2 separate regions of the Muntiacus reevesi genome follow, and region 2 is linked to region 1. A link is a contact called in public Hi-C data. All regions are on one chromosome and are shown on one strand. Each heading gives the region's core, a stretch centred on a gene start, on an enhancer-like site or on the middle of the called end of the contact. The rest is flanking DNA. Distances are from core to core; before and after follow the strand shown.

The links. Hi-C and Micro-C count contacts between places; a contact is called where the count stands out from the background.
Region 2: a contact with region 1 is called in a Hi-C map of muscle, with 3 times the contacts expected there. The contact joins the promoter of HAUS2 here to the promoter of TMEM87A in region 1. A contact is called at or near these places in 2 of 3 Hi-C or Micro-C datasets (blood and muscle).

Annotation. Positions count from the first base shown.
Region 1 is chr7:36,431,856-36,438,682 of mMunRee1.1, reverse strand. It overlaps TMEM87A (transmembrane protein 87A), which reads left to right and starts at 3,375. Exons shown (of 20, transcript XM_065941378.1): 1 at 3,375-3,565; 2 at 4,840-4,900. The coding sequence starts at 3,422. GANC (glucosidase alpha, neutral C) reads right to left here and starts at 3,506. Exons shown (of 25, transcript XM_065941370.1): 1 at 3,376-3,506; 2 at 2,337-2,644; 3 at 949-1,011. The coding sequence starts at 2,365.
Region 2 is chr7:36,663,770-36,670,102 of mMunRee1.1, reverse strand. It overlaps HAUS2 (HAUS augmin like complex subunit 2), which reads right to left and starts at 3,986. Exons shown (of 7, transcript XR_010663965.1): 1 at 3,848-3,986. It overlaps LRRC57 (leucine rich repeat containing 57), which reads left to right and starts at 3,991. Exons shown (of 6, transcript XM_065941336.1): 1 at 3,991-4,109; 2 at 4,351-4,456; 3 at 4,560-4,698; 4 at 5,360-5,628. The coding sequence starts at 4,000.

The DNA.
Region 1 (6,827 bases), core at 2,126-4,625:
GGAGCATAGAGTCTTAACTGTTGGACCACCAGGGAAGTCCTGAGATATGTATAGCTTTTCACTGTGGCAGTGACATTATAGCAAAAGACTGAAAACAACCCAAAGTCTAGCAAGAGGAAAGAGACTGAATAAATTATAATTTACCCAATGGAATACTATACAGCTGTGAAAAGGACAAACTCCATGTATTCTTGCAGAACTCTTCAGAATAGATTATTAAACAGGGGAAAAAAGAGGTAGGAGACATGGGTTCGATCCCTGGGTCAGGAAGATCCCCTGCAGTATGACATGGCAACCCATTCTAGTATTCTTGCCTGGAAAATTCCATGGACAGAAAAGCCTGGTGAGCTACAGTTCATGGGGTCTCAAAGAGTCAGAAACAACTGAGTGACTGATCATACATGCATAGATAGAAAGCTATATGGTGTAAGCATAGTTGTGATAAAAGAATATATGCATTCACTAAAAGAAATACTGGAAAGAGAAAGAAGAAATGAATAAACCTGATTACTTACAGGGAAGGTGTGGAATGGAATGAAAGGGGACAGGAATGAGAGTAACTCTTCAATGTGTTTCTTTTCATAGTATTTGATTTTTGAACCATGTAAAATTATTATTTCTTCAAAGATTCAAAAATTTAATATTAGTTTAAAAACACTGATTTTAAAAATAAAATAGTGGATTTATTAAAATAGTAATGTTAATTACAACATATAACTATACAATATAATTAATTATAATTAATAGTAACATATTAATTATAAAATAATACAAGGGTAAGTTAAAGTAGTAAAAGTCAAAATCTCCTGTCAATAAACTCTTTGATCACTGAATTTCCTAACTGACTCTTTCCTCAGAAAGTCTATCAGTTTTGAAAAATTTAATAAACATCAATTTCGAAATATTTTCAGAACTGTTTTGCCTAGGTCATACACTTCCTCTCCTTACCTGTAGAAAGCAATCTTGCTGCAGTCTTTGAAAATGTTTTTATCCACAGCTTCATCTTCAACACTAAATAAAAAGACATTTTAAGAAATCTGTTTTACAATGGGTGTGTGAATCCAATTTTTGTAACTTTTCTAACTATAATATAAACATGGGACACAAATCACTGTGATACCAAATTGTGTCAAGGCCATAACATAATAATGTGTTTGCTGCAGAACAATATTGTTTTGTAAACCACCCAAGGTAGACAACAAAACATGAAGCTCTGGGATTGCTTTGAAAGCAAAAGAAAAAGAGTACTGTCACTTATGAGAAAGGGTTCTTTAAAAATAATGACTGAAGGCTATGATTAATACAATAAAATCTGAAGAAGTAAAAACAAAAAACCTCAAACCAAACCAATAAAAACAACCCTCCCACCTATTTATTCAACAAAGTACTTTCAGAATATTCTTTTTTAGTGTTGGGCTGTGAGGAACATATGAAGGATGGTATTCAAGCTTTCTTTGAGATCCTAACCAACATCATAAATCAATCTGACAAATGCTGTAACAGAGGTATGTGTAAGGTGCTAGAATAAGCATACAAACAGATGAAGAAGGAAAATCTTTTGCTTTTTAAGATGATGCTGACAATTTAGGGGCCAATGTTTTTTAAAACTGAGTTTCCAAAAAAGCTGTTTCTGGAAGAGAACATGATCAAGATGTATATATACTTCAGTATATGTATTTAATATATACCAATTAAAACAACTACTGGCTCTAAGTAAAGAAATAAAACCAGTGATTTTTCATGGAGACACATAATGAACACATCTGTAATAAGCATGTCCATGATTGTGTAGGAAGTTATGACTGAACACTAACTTCAAAATATTATGAAAATGAGCCCAGACAATACCCTTGGTCATGGTTTATCACGGAAGTAATCAAATTGTTCACTGACTCAATCTCTGTCACCGTTTCTTTTAATCAAGTGTGTAAAGATTAGAGAAATTTGCAATCTCTTTTCAGTTTTGAAGAATGAACTCTGCAATGATATAGGAAGAGGTGTATTTAGCTGAACTTGGAAAGCAGCATGTTTGAAATTCATGTATTAAGAGTTCCGATCACAGTTTTGTTAACCATCCTGCAAGTATTTCATAAGGGGCTATTAATATCAATTAATTCCCTGGGGAATTGATTTTAGTATACGTGCTGCCGAAGCGAGCACTCCCTGGGGAATTGAGAAAGATAGAAATTAAGTACACAAACATAAAACAGGCAAATAAGATATGCAATCAATCAATCAATAAAATCTTCAAATCCAGAATGCTGTTTTCAGGTACTATCTATCCCCTGCCTCTGCGGACCCTGGAGTCAGTCCCTGCCGGAGCACTGGACCTTTACCTGATTTCCTCTTTCTCAGCTGATTCCATGGCTTCCCAGTCACCTCACAGGGTCTCGGGTTTCAGGCGGTCTTTTAGACTGTCAGTCTTTCTAAATAACCAGCGCTTCACCACCAAGTTTCTCGGACTTGCAGGTCCTTAAGGAGTGACAAATCGACACTTTCTCCTGGGATTTCTAGACTCCAACTAGCGTTTCTACAGAGATTTATTTGGCAATTTTTTCTTGGTTATGAGTGGTTGGTGACGAGCTCCCTTCCTTAGGAACCGAAAAAGGTTTTTGCATCGGAGGAGGCGTGTACTCAAAGAACCCTAGAGGATGAAAATCAAGAGCGTGAGAACCTGGAAGTGGAGCTGGCCTGCGGGATTGCAGCGAGGCTTCCGCACATCTACCTCAGTGAGGGTCACGCCACAGATACTGAAAACTGACCTGACCTCTCCTGACTTTTAGTTTTGAGTAGGAAGTGCCGGCCGGTTGTTGCTGGAGATTGATGTTTTCCTGCCAAACGCTACATCATATTCTTCTGGACTAGAAGGGGCTTTTAACAGGGGTTATCGACTACACCATCTATTTTAGGAATCGGTTATACTCCACTACTGCCAAACTCCAGTGTTTGCTTAAATGCTTCTGGCAACCAAGAACTCACCACTACACGCTAAATAAGCAGCCAGACTTACGGCTTTCCCAGACTTCTGGCCCCAGCGGCTGATTTTGACTCAGAAGGGACGAGGACTGGGACGAACGGAAGGAGGAGAAAGCCAAACGCCACACTGTGTTCCTCCCTGGTCCCCAAACCCTTTTAGGGCTAGGACAGAGAAGGGCCGACAGACTCAGTGGTAGCTTTTGGCGATCATCCTAACAATCCAAGGTGACTAGGGTGTGACAGGACGACACATGCGCAGTAGGTTCTAAGCCTCACACTCAGCCGTGACGACAGCCTGAGGGCGGGGCCACTGAGTCGCAAAACAAACAAGCCCCCAGGGGTTGTGAGGACCCGGATGATCCCGCCCCCAGAGCGGAGCCGGAAGAGGGCGAGACGAACCGGAAGAAGGCGAAATGCTCTCGATAGGCACTCCACGGGTGTGAAGATGGCGGTGGCTGCGTGGCTTCAGGTGGTGCCTGTCATTCTTCTCCTCCTAGGCGCTCGAACGTCCCCATTGTCGCTTTTCAGTGTAGGGCCGGCACCTGTCGCTGCTGCCGGGCGATCCAAGTGGCACATTCCGATACCGTCGGTGAGTGTTCACTTCAGGAGCAACTGAGACTGGAGGAACGAGGGGTGGGGCTACGGCGGCCCAAGGAGTCCATGAAGGTTCCACAAAAGTCCGCTTCCAAAGGGGTGGGATTGCCTGTAGCGTCGGTGTAGCTGCCTTAACGGGGACTCACCTTCCTGGAGCGGGAAGCCGTGCGCTTCTGTGGGTAGATTAGCAGGAATGTCAGGGTCATTTCTGGAGCGGAGAGTGGCTGTGGATCGGTTTCTTGTTAGCAGAGTCAGAGAACTTTTCATTGACAGACTGGAGACGTGTAAACTTGAGGTGTAGGTGGAGAATGGTTTCTCTTTCAGCTGAAGTTTTGCAGAATCTTGTGACCTCGGGTTGGATGAGAGGTATATGTAAATAGACATCTTTCTGTTTTTTTCTCTTCACTTTTTTGTTAATGGATAGTTCTACTTACGAAGTTGGTTGATTTCGTTTGGACTTTGAAATGGTTAATATAAGCTTTGCCATGTAATTGGGAAGCCCAGGCATTTAAAATGATGTATTCTAACATGAGAATGTTCAAAAGCAGTATGCTAAAATTTCTTATGGTAAGTTAAGTCTTTCTTAAGGACAACTGACTAGATTGGTTGATCCTTTCTGCCTTTTATCACCCTTTCGAAACCCCGTTTGAGTAAGAACTGTAGTCCTGTGAGCCGACAAATCAGGTGCTGGCTGGAAATGCCAAAAAGCGTTAGTCTTATTAAAACCACAGTGGCCCTTTTGTTCTGCTCTGCTCACTGGTCATAGTACCTAAATCTTATTTGAGTTTTTGATATGGCAAGAATTACAGCTTTTGGTCATTTTGTGATCTTCAGGCTCTCAGTTTTAGGTATTTACATGTTATTTGTAAAATGGTTGATAGTTAGATCTGGCTCTCTGCATATAGAATAGTTTATTTGAAGCACTGAAGGGTTATTCTGGATGGTGATTAGTGAGTAAAGGGAATTAACTGATTAAGAAATACCTTCCAGGAAGATTGAAGTTAGGTTAGGATTTGTAGCAGCCTTCCTTCTAGAGTCCTTGCTTCATGACCTGTGGGGGAAAAAAATCATGTCTCTGCACCAAGCAGCAAAATCCTGCGGTTTTGTTATGATTGGATTTTACTAAACGGAAGGATATTGATGCCTTGTGTGTGTGTGTGAAGAAAACTAACTTCAACACTTTATAAATTTATGTTTTTGTTTCAGTTATATTCTGCCTTTGGAATTAAAGTGATTCTTATGCTAATTATCTCTCCTTTATCTTTGCAGGCGAAAAATTATTTTAGTTTTGGAAAGATCCTCTTCAAAAATACCACTATCTTCCTGAAATGTGAGTTTTTGCATTTCATGAAGTTTTTATTCGAGTTTTTGAGTGATCTTTAAACTTTTAAGTTACCTATTTTCTACCTCTGATAATTGATACTCAACATAAATTCTGAAATTTAATAGTTCAGCACTATCTAGGTATAAACTTATATAGTGTAACTAAGGTCCTTCACTGAATAATCTTCAGAATACTTACTTCTGTGAACTTTATTTTCTTCTCTTGTTTTTCTGGTGTTTGCAGTATGTAGTAGACAAGTTGTTTTGGTTGACTGCATGGGTTTTAATCTGTTCTGAGTCATAGAGATAACTGCTGATTTTGCTTTTGTGTGCTTGTTAGAAGTTTATTGGACACATGACCTAGGTTTGTCAGACCGTTGGCTCTGCACAAATATGTTCAGTAAAGCTTTTGTTTGCAGAAGGAGTATTTTACCACTTGTATCTTTGGAAGAGGAAGCTCAACGATAACTACCAGGAAATAGGGATTATTTAGAACAAAACCAGTCTGTCCAGTGGGAAAGCTGCTGTATCTGAATCCAGAATACCCCATTGTTTATTAAAGAAAAGCTTCCTTTTGTTTCTGAAACTGGCTTTATTTTTAGAGAATGCATGATCATGGGCAGCTCCATTTCAAGATCAGGACTAAAAATCCAGATCGTCCATGTATGTTCCTCTGCATATTTCTCCTTGTGAAAGTGCAAAGTTACGTCATAGTTGGATGATTTTATTCTTTTAATCATTTAGTAAGTAGTTATTGAACACGTATTATGTGCCAGGCACTGTTTTAGAAAGGAAGTGATAGATAGTGAGCTTACAGTCGAGTGGGATTGAGGGGTCAGGTAGAATTTCTGTGAAGAATATACTGTTTTTATGAAAATATAATCTCTTGGCTAATGACTTAAGTTTGATTTAAGTCAAATCTACTGTGACATGCTGGTCTTTCTTGGGAGGTTTTCTTATTAGAAAAGAAGAGCTTTTAGGGAGAGCAGTATTTTGTCTTTGGGAATAGCCTGACAGCCTGTATGCTAGTCTGTCCTTTTATTGTGTACGGTTTCTTTTTCCCTGTGTTCTCTTCTAATGGTTTTTGTAGTGGTTTTTAGCCAAGCTGCATATTTTGAAATGTTGATGCTTCTTTGTTTTTAGAGGAGTTGAGTCTTAAAATTGTCTTTGACTTTACTACTTCTGTGTTTTCTTATACTTAACCTTGTCTCTGATTTTATGCTTTTGTGGGTATGGTATACTATAGATTTCCTTGAAATTGGCAGGACCATTTTCAGTGTCTCTTAAAGCCATTCATTTAAAGTTCTGTCTTGGGAATTCCCTGGTGGTCCAGTGTTTAGGACTCTGAGCTTTCACTGCCAAGGGCCAGGGTTGAATCCCTGGTTGGGAAACTAAGATCCCACAAACCTTGCGGCATGGTCCCCCTAAAATTCTATGTCTTTTAACATAAATAGTAGTATTTTTGCAGTTATATTTCCCTGCAAATCTCCTTTCTAGAGGATTTTTCTTACTGGTTTTTATTTAATTAATTCCTTCTCTGATTCTTCTGTGTAGTTCATAACAAGATTGCAGTATCCTTTTTAGCATTTCCATAAATTCTATTCAACACATCAGATTTTTTGTGTATTTTAGTTAAGCCTTATAAAACTGTGCCACTTAAAAATTAGTTTGAGAAGACAACTTCAAACAGAGAAAAGGAGAAAATTGTAATTTTAGGTGTTCTTCTTAAGAACCAAAAGTAGGTTCCTAGGTATAGTTGTGTTTACCTTTGTCACATTTGCACAAAGTAGGTATGGTTAGTATGTTTTTTCATTTTCTGCTGGAACGAAGATAAAAGGGAATACTGACTTCCCCCAGGTTGACAATTTAATAGACTCCCAAGTCTTCAGACTTATGCTTTGGTTCATTAGGATATTGTTCTCCAAATTATGTTT
Region 2 (6,333 bases), core at 2,737-5,236, 230 kb before region 1:
GTGAGAAGGGGAAGATTAATCTGGAAACATAGTTTTCTACATAATCATGGCAGATCTTGATAGCTATGATAAGCAATCATAATGCAGAAAATGAGAGCAATTTAAAGTTTTCTGATGAAAAAGTGACACAATCATATATAATACCTATTTTAGAATGTAAATGGAGATAGTATGGAAAATAAAATTAATGGAGATGGTGGGAGGAAGGAGTGGGAAGTGTCTGCTTAATGAGTATGGGGATTCCATTGGGGATAATAAAGAAAAGTTTGAAAAGAGTTTCACAACATCGTGAGATAAAAAACCCCAACCTACTCTGGTAATGAGCCAATAACATCAAACAGACAAAAAACTAGTGGAGCCAGACTGAAGGTTGGATATTTAGACAGGTGGCTGCCACAGCATACCTGGTGAGAAGATAAAACTGTGGATTAGGTCAGTAACAATTAAAAAGGAAAGGGAGGGAGAAATATTAGTTCCTAAGAAGATGGAATCCGTTAAGTCCTAGTTGATACAGGGAATGAGGAAGACAGTCAAGTCAGTAATGACTCCCAAGGATTCTGCTTCAGGTGAATGGACAGATAGTTATACCATTCACTGAGGTAGACAACACAGGATATTTTACTGATGGCAAATTTGAGGATTGGGGAGGTTAAGTATTAGTTCAACTTTATACTGCCAATGTGTAACAGGGCTGAAATTAGAAAACATTCAATTTGCATTTCCATTATATTGGCCTGACTCTTTCTGTTCTCTCTTAGAAGGTAAGTTAAAGGTAAGAAGGTAAATTATAGGTAAGAAGGTAAATTAAAGTAAAACATCTCCTATTTCTCATTGTAACTTCCTCCTTCTCTGGTACCTCTCCATCATTCCATGTTTGTACACTAATCTTGGTTGCACATTTGCAAACTAGTAAACTCTTGGGTTCAACAACAGGGTAATGGAGCTTATCCACAAACATGCAAGAGAAACCAAAGGGAAAACAAGAATTTTCAAGACAAGGAGAGAGGAGAGAAAGAACAGTCAAATTCCTCTAGTAAATGGAAATTCTGTTTTGAGGACTGTGACTTAGGGAACACCTTAAAAAAAAAAAAAGCAAGGACTGGAAAATTCGAAAGTCTTTACTATTGACAACTACCGTTATATATTATATGAACTTTACACGCCACTGGGCATCTGTTTAGGGTATTTCTGTTTACTCTGCTGCTAGGTACAAGAAGTTGAAATCCAGGACATTCATGTGCTAGAAATTCACGTAAAAATCCTGATAACACTGTGGTATCTATATCTACATATCTGTTTATGCCTGTATCTGTGAGCATTCTTTCTTTTTTTCTGTCCTTTCTTCTTCATACTGAATTCTAGCTAGGGACATTAAAAGGGAGTCAGCGTAACAGAGAGGCTCTAAAATGGGAGGAAGGTGCGGAAGAGAGCAGTACACAGAAAATAGACTATGTGTTTATGTATGTGAAGTACTCTTCTTTTATATTAGAAAATAAGATTCTGAGGGGTTTTTTTAGGTCTGGATCCTTATCTCATGTGTTGCCAGTAGAGGGAGCTCAGATCAAGGCGCTGTGACTCAAGTTTGCCAGAATATATAGGATGTAAGGACTTCCGTGGTGGCTCAGACAGTAAAGAATCTGCATGCAATGCATGAGACTGGGCTTGATCCCTGGGTCAGGAAGATCCCCTGGAGAAGGGAAAGGCTACCCACTCCAGTGTTCTTGCCTGGAGATTTACATGGACAGAGGAGCCTCGAGGGTTACAGTCCATGGTGTTGCAAAGAGTGGGACACGACTGAGCGATTAACACTTTCACAAAGCCACTAAAAGAAATATCAACAACCTCAGATATGCAGATACCACTCTAATGGCAGAAAGTGAAGAGGAACGAAAGAGCCTCTTGATGAGGGTGAAAGAGGACACTGAAAAAGCTGGCTTAAAACTCAACACTCAAAAACTAAGATCATGGCATCCAGTCCCATCACTTCATGGCAAATAGATGTGGAAAAATTGGAAACAGTGACAGATTTTATTTTCTTGGGTCCCAAAATCAGTATGGACGGTGACTGCAGCCATGAAGTTCAAAGATGCATGCTCCTTGGAAGGAAAGCTATGACAAACCTAGACAGAGTATGAAAAAGCAGAGCCATCACTTTGCCAACAAAGGTCCGTATAGTCAAAGTTATGGTTTTTCCAGTAGTCATGTATGAATGTAAGAGTTGGCTGAGCACCAAAGAATCCATGCTTTTGAATTACAGTGCTGGAGAAGACTCTTAAGAGTCCCTTGGACTGCAAGGAGATCAAACCAGTCAATCCTAAAGGAAATCAATCCTAAATATTCATTGGAAGGACTGATGCTGAGCTGAAGCTCCAACTTTGGCCACTTGATGCAAAGAGCTGACTCACTGGAAAAGACCCTGATGCTGGGAAAGGCTGAAGGCAGAAGAAGAAGAGGATGGCAGAGGATGAGATGGTTAGATAGCATCACCAATTCAATGGACATGAATTTGAGCAAACTCTGGGAGATGGTGAAGAACAGGGAAGACTGGCAGGCTGCAGTCCCTGGGGTCACAGAATAAGAACAACAACAGGGCATAAGCCAAAGCAGTATCCCTTATTATCCTATAGACAATTAACCTTACCTTTCTTTCACTAAACCATTCTCCAATGGATAGATCAAAACAGAACAAAGCTTCAATAAGCTATATTTTCTAAAAGCGTTGTATCATATCACATCACACAGTTTTAAGCATCGCTCTTAATTTTTAACACACATGGGATGATGTGTACTTAATGGATAGACTGTTTAAAGGGATCATATAATACATCATTCTGAAAGAAGGATAAATCCTTATAATAAAAACAGGTTTTCATATGTACAGTTTGCTTAAAGTAGAACCATGCTACAAATCTGAGAAGTTTCCTCATTGGATCTAGCTGTGTAGTAAGATTATAAGATGGTCTTAAGGAGCTATGGATTGACAGATCTTACCTGTAGGCAAAAACAAGTATGTCTAATTAGCCTTACCTGAAGGACACAAGGATGATCCTCCCCAAAGCAATCAGCAGCCTAACTCACCAGAGACTTACTCCCTTGGTTTCTCTTCTACCAATACATTCTAGACTGACAAATCTCAAATGTCTTATAGTATGAATTTATCAAATTACTCTGTTACAGAACTGGACTAAACAAGCTGTCTGACTCTGTGACCCCAAGGACTGCAGCATGACAGACTTCCCTGTCCTTCACTATCTCCCAGAGCCCTAGACAAGTTGGTAGGAAGAAAACACAGGACAGAAGTGAGGAAGAGGAGAACTGGGGAGTGTTGTGGTTATGTTTTGCCATTCATATCCAGGCCTTTCGGGTCTTTCTCGCCAATAACCCCCTCCCCACCCCTCAGCCCCCCGACTCCCTAGACTGTAAAGATGCTTGCTTCCCTTGGTGCCCTCCCGGACCCAGCGCTTCGTAAGATTTCAATATTTTACACGATGAGCATCGTTTAGGGAACGTCCGTTTTAACTGTCTACCCATTATTTCCCAACCCCGCCACCCATACAATCTAGAGGCGGTTATCACTGGATTGAAAAAAGGCGGGGAAACATTAGTTTTTATTATCGCCCACGAACTGACCTGAGATATCTCGCCTGCCAGACATTTAAAAGATCATCTACTCAGAGCCCCACCTGTGCATAACCCACCGCGGACCAGTCACTTCTGCCAGCAAGCAGCCCTATCGGCCTCCAGCCGGCACCCTCACACCCACTCTGGCAGCCAGCACCACCACCTCACAGCCAGCTTCTGTCGCCACCGGGTACACCTCCTTAATGACGCAATCGTCCCCACGCACCTGAGTGACCAACTCCGATGTAATAAAATGGCCCAGCAGTAGCCCAGCAGCGTTTAGCGCGGTGGCCGGGTCCCAGGGGTTCGCCGCGGCCATGGCAGGGAACCACCTTCCTGGGTGGCGCGCAGAGTGAGTGGAACGCACCGCGCGCCTCGATGACGTCACAGGGCGTTTCCGCCCGTGCGGAAGCCTGGGCAGCGCATCCCAGTGAGCGCGGATCCCGGGTCTTCCCCTGCCGAACCAGCCGTGAGCTGAGCTGTAGGAGGCGAGTTCGGGGGGGTCCCTGATCGTTCCTCAACTCCTAGCAGCGTCTCGCCTCGAATCAGCTGCAAAATCGGCAGGGCCTGGTGTTCTTCTCTTTCTTTCTTGCCACTCTTGAGCTGGCCTCTAAGATCCCGGGATCGGCAGGAGGTGACAGCTGGGGATTGAGACGCAGCCGGGAGGCCGACGGGGTGACTGGGTGCCGGCTAGAACCGACTAGTGACAGCTGCACTTCCTTCCCGCAGGGACCTGAGCCTTGGCGCTAGAATGGGAAACAGTGCCCTCCGCGCTCATGTGGAAACCGCGCAGAAAACTGGTGTCTTTCAACTTAAAGACCGTGGGCTGACCGAGGTGAGAACTGGGAGGGATCCGACCGGAGTGTAAAGGGTAAGGGCCGGCGGGCGGTGAAGTTCTTAGGTAAGAGATGCTCTGGTCTGAGAACCCCTTCCTTCAGTTCCCCTCAGAGTTGCAGAAGCTGACAAGCAATCTCAGGACCATCGACTTGTCCAACAACAAGATTGAGAATCTACCGCCTGTGGTCATAGGGAAGTTCACTCTGCTGAAGAGCCTCTCCTTGAACAATAACAAATTAAGTATGGCTTTTGCTCCTGGGAATTTTGCTAGTGATCGGCTTTAAGAAGGGTGGTTTTTCTCTTGGAATAGAGTTTGGAGTATAATGTTATTAAACTGGTATTCAAGCAAATGTATCAGAACCTAACAACATCAAAAAAGGTGGGTTTTTTTGTTTGTTTTTTGTTTTTTTCTTACAAGATTCCGGGAACTCAAGACGCGGCAGAACGGCAGAATCCTCGAGGCGTTCTGTCTCTTGTAATTACATCTATAAACCTCCTCTGGTGGGGTAATGATTGATAGGAAGTTAATTTGGACTTGAAAGGGACTATCTTTGGAGTGTACTGTAAACAGAGTTAATTTTGCTGCTAATTTGGAAGGGCAGATAGTATGGGAAGGAGAGGGCCTTCCAATCCCACAAAACTGCTGTGGGATTGTGCAGTGGCTTCTTCACAAAAGGAGACTGTTATACACATAATGTTTTCCTGCATTTTGATGGCACCCTCACCTGCTGAAGACTATGTTGGTAAAGATGCAATACTTAAAAATGGGGCAACATGTGAAAAGCCTATGTATATTTAACAAGAGGCGTAACAGACTGCCATATAGTTTTTTTTTTAAAAACTTCATCAAAGGTGTTTTTCAGTTGTATCAGATTCAGGTTTTTTAATTTTTCTTTGCTAGCTGCTCTTCCTGACGAGTTATGCAATCTGAAGAAGCTGGAGACACTAAGCCTAAACAACAATCAGTTGAGAGAGCTGCCATCTACTTTTGGGCAACTATCTGCCCTTAAGACCCTGAGCCTCTCCGGGAACCAGCTGAGAGCTCTGCCACCGCAGCTGTGTAGCCTGCGGCACCTGGATGTAGTGGATCTCTCCAAGAACCAGATTCGGAGCATACCTGACATAGTCGGGGAGCTGCAAGTCATCGAACTTAACCTCAACCAGAACCAGGTCTAGAGCTTAACAGTTTTTTTTCCTACAATGTGTTATGTCGGTTTGCAGTCTCCTGAATAGCCAATTGTTCTTTACACTATATTCATGGAGAGGGGTATCAGAGGCTAAAAGAGAGATATATTCTATGGACCGGACTAATGTCAGAGCCCAACATACCATGAAGTTGTTTGAGACACTGGATGCGTTTGTTGTGTAGGTGTTCTCTGGAGGGTGGGATAGATAATGGGAGGTAATATCCAAACTGAAACCTGTCTCAGGAACCTTGAGTTCTTCAGGTAATCCTCAAATACTTCTGATTATCTAGCAACTATGTCAGGGAACTATCTAGGAACTATGTCAGGAAGATAGAGTAGAAAAGAGGCTTAAACTAGTAAGTTCTCAGAGTTGGACATCAGGGGTCATTCACTTGTCTTTTCTTTGACATGTCAAGTGTATCCTGCTTTTGCTGAAAAACCATCAGTGATAGATTTCTGTAGATCGCTTGTTTCTTTGTTGGGTAGCTTTAATTGTAGTATTTTAAAGTTGTTTAACTTCAGAAGCTCTTTGGTTAACATGTATCTGACTGGAGAAACAATATCTGATCTAAAGCACAAATGATGAAATAGTAATCATAGTGAGACCAGGTCGTCTTTAGTTTTCTAGACTGTGCTTCTAAATCTGCATAGTCCATTACACTAGCCAGTAGCTACATGGCCATTAAAA